Linked DNA regions of Zea mays: region 2 is linked to region 1. Evidence: chromatin contacts called from public Hi-C data. All regions are on one chromosome and are shown on one strand. Each heading gives the region's core, a stretch centred on a gene start, on an enhancer-like site or on the middle of the called end of the contact. The rest is flanking DNA. Distances are from core to core; before and after follow the strand shown.

Evidence for each region. A called contact is a pair of places that touch in the nucleus more often than the background predicts.
Region 2: a contact with region 1 is called in a Hi-C map of tassel, with 4 times the contacts expected there. The contact joins the enhancer-like site here to the promoter of LOC100282350 in region 1. A contact is called at or near these places in 2 of 25 Hi-C or Micro-C datasets (leaf and tassel).

Annotation. Positions count from the first base shown.
Region 1 is chr3:195,046,324-195,050,200 of Zm-B73-REFERENCE-NAM-5.0, forward strand. It overlaps LOC100282350 (early nodulin 20), which reads left to right and starts at 1,634. Exons shown (of 2, transcript NM_001367063.1): 1 at 1,634-1,855; 2 at 2,025-2,802. The coding sequence starts at 1,684. The coding sequence ends at 2,623.
Region 2 is chr3:195,157,917-195,161,793 of Zm-B73-REFERENCE-NAM-5.0, forward strand. No RefSeq gene overlaps it. Among protein-coding and RNA genes, the nearest start is that of LOC103651132, 6.9 kb to the right of the region's middle. Within about 2 kb of position 2,030, at least 19 of the 20 cell types and tissues checked have an H3K27ac peak or open chromatin away from gene starts, as enhancers often do. A contact at or near this core is called in leaf and tassel, where this site is marked.

The DNA of each region.
Region 1 (3,877 bases), core at 384-2,883:
TAGTCTAGTTAGACCACTCGTTATGTGCTTACACAGTCTTCATATCGTTTGTTAAAAGAAGAAGGAACTAAAAACATATATCGATTTTGATCTTGTGGTGATCAGGACTTGCGACTCCTCACTTCTGAATTTTGGCAGACCGCATCTACAATTACAATAATGTTTGTGATTCTTTTCTCATACTCGATGTCCTCGATGTCACTGGCCCTGTCTATAACCCTGGTAGTCAAAGGCGTCGTAGAGGCGGTAGTTTATGCAACTTGCATATCATGCTCGTCGTGGTAGAGAGCGTCATCTGGAAGTCGGGTAGGGCCTCACTCATCGTGCTCGCCGTCGTATATGGTCGCTAGGGGTGGTAATGAATCATGATCTAAATATTTCTTCACAGTTTTTTAAATCCTTAAATTAATTTTAGTTGAAAAATAAATAGAAATAAAGCCAGATTCTAACTCGATACAATCCTTAAATTGTAGTATAGTGTAAAATTTAGACTCCCACTACCACCCCTACTCGTCGCAGAGTCGCAGTACACCGGTGGGCATTACATGGGCTTCAAGCTGACCTGCTGATGAAGAACAAGAAACAGATAAGTGCAAAATTACTGCCGCCGATAGTGAATACGAGCCGTGGCTTTGTATGGATGCTGTGAAAATAAGATATGACCATCGATCGTAGCCAGCAGCCGAACAGGCAGGTCATGAACTCCAACGTGCCGACTGCCGTGGCCGTTCGTCTCGTCCCCCTCCCGATCCGCCGTGCATGCCGGCAAGGCGCGCGTGCGGAGGGTGCCATACTGCCACCCTCCGCTTTTGCCAAAAGCGAGCTCAATTTTGCTATGCTCCCGGGCGCTTTTTGGCGCACTTGCGATCAGCCGCTGCTGCGCTCGCAATCGCACGCACGCACATGCACGGCAGGACCGGCGGCCGAGTGCTCTCGCCAGTCCCTACGCTCTTGGACTGTTCACCCGGCCGCGTCCTGCTCCGGCCAGATTCCACGTTCCTGTGCGAATGGAATGTTTCATCTCGGTCCCTTGCTCTGCTGGTGGCTGGTGCGCGCGCGCGTTCGCCGGAGTATTGGAAGGCACGGACAAGCACAAACCGCCGTGTGCGACAGGGCGGTGGGGACGCTCGGTCGGTGCATGCGCGCGCGAAACGGCTCTGTCTGCGGACCTTCCCATTGTTTTGCACCGCCCGGCGCGTACGCGATGGCCTGATCTGTGCATGAGGCCGGGGGTCGCCCGCCGGCGCCGTGCGAGGTAGCCTGGCGCAGCGTTTCCTTGCGGCTTGTCAGCGAGCGGCGGTGAACTATGCAAACGACCTCTGCGTGCACAGGGAACGTACCGTTCGTCTGGACTTACGTGCACATGGCCTGTGGATCAGAAGCTAATAAAGTACATGCCGAACAGAAACTTACCATTTGCAGGGAAGGAAACGGGCGAATATACAGCACTGATCTACTCTGCCAAACTGTTCCGAGACACCTACCAACTCCTTGGACGTTTCCATGTACCATGATACGTCACAGTGAAATTCCGTGCCAGAGTCTGTAACCGTTGCAGCATGTTGGGGTTTACCGACGCAGCGGTACGGTACCGCCTTGGCGTATATATATGGACGACCAGAGACTGCACCTTGTTGGCAACCTCAGACGACTCCAGACGCAGCGTCAACCTCTGCGGCGAAGATGGGAAAGATGAAGGCAGTGGCGTGCGTCGCCTGCTGGGCGGCATTGTCACTGATCAATGTCGTGATGGCCGTCGATTACGTCGTCGGCAACCCGGCCGGCGGCTGGGACGGGAGGACCGACTACCAGTCTTGGGCCGCAGCCGAGACTTTTGCTCCGGGAGATACCCTAAGTAAGTGTCATCACCAGGTTTCAGCTCGTATTTTGTTGCCATCAGCTCGTATGCATAGACTTTGTCGGCTGTCAATGTCATTGTGCGTTGCGTTGCATCTCGGGGAATTCTCATCGCGTTGACTATTCCTATATGCACATGCAACACGTACGACGTGCGATGCATGCAGCCTTCAAGTACAACTCATACCACAGCGTCATGGAGGTGACCAAGAGCGCCTTCGAGGCGTGCACCACGACCGACCCGATCTTGTACGACAACAGCGGCAGCACCACCGTCGCGCTCACCATGCCGGGGACGCGCTACTTCATCTGCGGCGCGCCGGGACACTGCCTGGGCGGCATGAAGATGCAGGTGCAAGTCGCCGACCGACCCGCACCCACCACACCCAGTTCGCCGCCGCCGCCGCCAGCACACGCGAAACAGAAGCGGCATGCAACGGCACCATCACCGACGCCTATGCCGTGGGCTCCAGCGCCGACACCATGGTCGCCCGCGCCGGCACCCGCGGCCGCGCCACCGAGACGTGCAGGGCACAAGAAGAAGCACAAGAAGAGGTACTGCCCGCCTGAAACCGTGCATGCGCCCGCACGGGCCCCCACCCCCACAGTGCAGGCCGTCGAAGCAGACTTTCCGTTCGCGGCGTTTGCTCCTATGACAGCTCCGCCGCCGCCGCCGCCAACGTCGGGAGGGCTTGCATGGCGGCGAGCAACGTGTGGCGAGGCTACTGCGGCCTTAGCCGCTCTCGTCTGGTTCATGCTCCTCTGAGCCGGGGAGGTTTCAGATCCGAAGATTTTAGACGCCAGGTCATATTATATGAATATCGTGTGCACGTACGTTTTGCTTATAATTTATATACATGTTTACTAGAATGTGGTATTTGTTGAGATTCTGGGTTTGTATCTTTCGTGCGTTATGAGGTAATGAAGTTGTAGCATACTCCCAATTCTATTTTAACAAGTGTTCGCTCGTTTTCAATTGAGCCAACTATACAACGGGCTATTAGCTATAGGCTGGATTCAGTGCTCCTAGAATGTATGAATTGGTCCTTTGTCTACCCCAACTTTATTACCGTCGAATTACACAATACACATGTCCCATTAAAATAAAAAATGCATAATGCATTAAATATTTTATTAAAAAATAAAATTACATGAATCAGAATAATAAAATCTAATTGTCATGGTGCATATCCCAAATATGTCCCATTAAATTATTTTAGAGCCAATCACGCACCGGGCTTGTATGGAGTATGGTCCTTTGTTGAATGGTGGCTGCAAAGCTCGATGGTGCTTGGGGTGTCATTTGGTGCTGTAACATAGGATTTTATTGTCTTGTAGTCGTTCGTATCGTATAATCCTCCACGCTCATCCTTAACGATTATGTTGTGCAGAATGATATATGCGCTTGATCACGCTGAATACATGTAGGAAGATAGAACGCCATTGAGTTGTGAGAATATGAAATCGAGCATTAAGCGCCCCAAATGCCTTCTCCGCGTCCTTTCGTGCCCCCTCCTAGCATGCAGTGAACATTCTCTACTTTGGAGTCTATGGGAGCGAAACGGTCTTCTGAACAACGGTTGCCGAGGGTATATGCCATTAGCGTGGTAGTAATCCTTGTTGTACTCGTGGCCATTCACCATGAAGTTCACATTTGATGCTTCATCCTTAAGCACGTCAGTGAACAGTGGCGGTTAGTTAAATACGTCCCCGTCAATGTTCGATCCTGCCACCTCAAAATAGCATGCTAGATCCATAAGTCATATGAGACAACCGCCTCGAGCATGATGGTCAGGATCTAATGTCTCCTCTTGTCATCTATCCTCTCCATCCAACAGGACAATTTCTTCACTTCCAATGCATGCAATCTATACTTCCAATAATACTAGGAAATCCTATTTCCTCTCCCCTTAGCTAATAGACGCCTAAGGTCATCAATATTGGGACAACGCATGTACTCCTCCCCGAAATATGCAATAAAACCTCTATAGAAAAAGTCTGAGACACTCTAAGACGAAAC
Region 2 (3,877 bases), core at 780-3,279, 110 kb after region 1:
CAGCAAACAATCGTACTGAACCAACAAGGGATCCTGCTATTCATATGAACTATGTTTACAAATTAAGATGAAAACCTGGTTCCTATGAGCTGCAAAATCTGCAGCATGTCTTCCAGAGAACTCTTACCTGATGGATAATTCTACCGATGATCTTGGACCAGCACTGCATTGCCATTGCCAACTGTGCGGCTCCAAACTGCCTCAGGATCATCATCATTGTGACCCCATTTTCTCCAAACTGCCTCAGTAAGCTAGAGAGCAGTGGAACTTCTTAGCTACAAACTCAAATTGGTTAAGTGAACTAGAGGGCAGTGAAATTTCTAGCAACTCTAGTGCTGAAACTCTTAGGTATATCTGATGCTGAATGCCTAGACAATTTAATACGGTATCAGAGGTGAATCAAGTATAAAAAAAAACATCCTCGTTACTTAGAAGTGCAATTCTAAACACCATATCCAGGAAGTGTGTATATTACCTGAGGACCAGTGAAAGCTCACAATCTTTAGAGACCTTAAAACTGTGAAAGGGAATTCTCAACAACCCATAAAAAGAAGAAGTTAAGTAATCACATGATCTACTGTTGTGTGGTATACAAGTTCAGCTCAAAGATAAAGAATAGAAAAGAATACGGCGATGCTGGAGTATAAAGAATCATGAGTCTTATAGAAAGGATTGTATGATTAAGCGTCCACATCTTCCTAAAAAAACCAAAATTAACTCAAATGCATATCTTCCTGATGGGAAAATTACAGCAATATAAATGTGATATTATAACCACACTAACCACAGCTAGCTACATCAATATAACTCCGGCAATATAAAATTACGTGTTGCTTACCCTCAGCAATATAAAATTACATGTTGCTTACTCTCTGTCACACACACATACACACAATCTCCAGCTAGCTAGATCGATTGGGTTGGTTAAGCTAAACCAGTTTGAGATTGTTAAGACGTCGCCCTTTTCTTGATGCGGAGTTGTACAGACCGCTCTAAAGACATTCATCATGCGCGTCAACTAAGAGTTTGATAAAGTTCAACAGCTGAAAGAAATGTCACGTGGCAATGGGTATGTTTAAATGCACTAAAGCTAATAGTTGGCTACTAAAATTAGTCGTATACATCCAAACAGTCTAGATAAAAGTTCAACAATTAGACATTTTTAGCAAATTAGATAATAGCTAGCTAAATATTTTTAGCAAATTAGCAAATTTCACTAGCAATTTTGGTAACAGAGAAATTTGGGTAAGAAAAGATATGTTTGAAAATTACAATCTTAATGATAAATCAGCAATCTAGAAAACGCTAGAGCCCATCAGCCAACAGTTATACATGTCCCCTCTCTATCTGTAACATGTTTTTTCTCTTTTGGGTACGCTCGGGACCATAGGTCCTACTATGACGATATTACAAAATGATACTCCCTCCGTTTCTTTTTATTTGTCGCTGGATAGTGTAAAATTGCACTATCCAGCGACAAATAAAAAGAAACGGAGGGAGTACAAACTATGTACTATAAATATTAATATCTTTTTTATATATTTAGTTCAAATTAAAAAAAATGATTGACTCTTAAAGATAAGAACGTCAGCTGTTTTGGGACGTGGGAGAAGAATCAACATGGTCTTTGTATGTACGTCTTATCGCTTGCTAGTACATATAAGAGGTGTCCGACGCCCCTAGGCCCAGCAGAAAAACATCGAAACCTGGGCCTAAAGATAGAACACATATAGAGGGCTTGTAGCTAATAACGACTGGGCTTGATAATATAAGTCCCAGCTGGGCTCCCATAGATGAAAAAAAAAAGGAACGCTGCACCTATTATTTGGTGTGGAGGAAGGGCTAGCCTAGAGGTTTCTTGCAAGTTGCCAAACAAACCGGCGCGGCCTATTATTTGAGCGCCCGGGGAAAGGAAAGGAAACAGTGTCGTGTCGGATCTCGTATCTGGACAGTTGGGATGGAGCGCGTGCGGAGGGTTGAATCGCGCACAGTTGCCTTGGTCGTGAGACACAGCGCCGGCATCGCACCTGCGGGCGTGCGGTAGGATAGCGACCAGATGGAGGCCAGGGCGGGCCCGCCGGTAGCTGGGAATGTCCCCTGCCTCGTCGCTGTCCCACGGGCGCGGTTCACGGCAAGATGCAGCGCACCAATGATTCCGCCCGGCGCCCTCCACCGTGCGCGGAGGGAGGCGAGACACCAAAAGAAGCCCCGAGCCACGTCGTGGTCCGCGCACAGCGCGTGGCATGGCATGTCCCCCGCCTGGTGATTCGACGGCACGAATCGTCCGTCAGCCATCGATCGTTAGCTGGGGCGGAGTTAATGGACGCGACGCAACCAGATTTCCCCGCCATTTATCAGTCCAACTAGATCGCTCCGTCGTCCATTCACTGGGGGAAACCCCCTTTTTTGGCGCGTACTTGCTGGGCGTGGGAATCAAACGCGGGGCCGGATCGGAGTGTGGCATGGCACCAAACGTTACGAGACAAGGGATTGAATGGCGCTCTGATTCCCTGCCTCCCTCCCTCCCCTCTTGTTTACTCGCCTCAGTGCCTCATCTGCAACTGTAACATATGCCTTTGGTAGCCATGCAGCCCGACGGGCCATCGATGGCGCATAGGACAGCAGAGCACGGGGGGGCCGGCATTCCTATCCTACCCATGCCCTGCCGCGGCCGGGAGTTGGAGGCGGGAGCGCGCGCGCGTGCGACGCCTTTTCCTTTCGGCTGACGACGACGCGTGGGATGCGGCGACGGAGGGATGGGCCGGCCGGCCGAGGCCGCGGAGCGAGCCACGTCGACGTCGAGGGGGGGATGCCGCACCAGCCAGCACCAGGCTGGCCCCCCGTCAGCGCGCCACCGTCCCCTCCCCTGCCCTGCATTAACCGGTGGCATGGGGCGGGCCGCGGGCGGGGCAACATGTCCCGTGCTCCACGCTTCTTTAAACTCCCACCCAACCGGCCAGCCCAACCACTGTCGCTTATTCTGAGGGATCTTATCAGGAACCCAAGGATTTCTGTAGCGGCATAGCTAGCATCGGATGGGAGCGAGCGACGACGCACAGCAGGTTGGGGCGGGGCGTTGCAGTGCTCCAGTGCTCGATCGGTGTCATGCTGCAAGCCCGTATGGGTCTGACTGATCGGCATACTATGCGGCTGTTGACCAGTTGGACGACGCTGCACTGACGAGACCGCACGGCCGATTGACCAGGTCAAAATGGTCTGACAACTGGTAGTCAGTCTGGATGAGGGGCAAGCAATGATTGGCAGTTGCACGCACGCACGCACGCTACAGGAGCAGCACGTTCGGTACAGAGCGATTGGCCGGTTTGGCAGCACTCCCCGGCCGCTCCAGGTCCCCCTCTCCCGCACACAACACAACACACAATGACACAAACCCCCGTGCCAGTCAGTCCGGCAGCCCCCAGCCCCATTCCAGCAAGCCGCGCACGCCCGGAGCCGCGGAGATCATTACCGCCAAAGGTGCGCCACCGCGCCGGGGGCCGCCCTGTCGTCTTTGTACCGTGCCGTCCACATGGATGCCTGCCTGTTTGTTGCCTGGGGGTGTGCTGTAGCGGTAGGCTCGCGCTCGCCTGTTCCGGCTTTAAACGCAACGCCTTTCGGCCTTTGCCTTTGTCGTCTGCTCCCCTTGATCCGCCGATCGCCACCAGCTCCGATCCCCCTCACGACTGGGGGTGGACGAACTAACGTTTCGGCCTTTTGAATCGATGTCTTTACGATCCAATCGCTGGAATTTGTACGAGTTCGTGTGTAAAGACCTGATCCAAACGCTCGCGGTTCCAGGAAGATTGGCAACCAGGCATGCCCACGTATAAGCGCCCCCGGTGCTTTATAGAACAACTAATTAAGCTAGTATACTGCT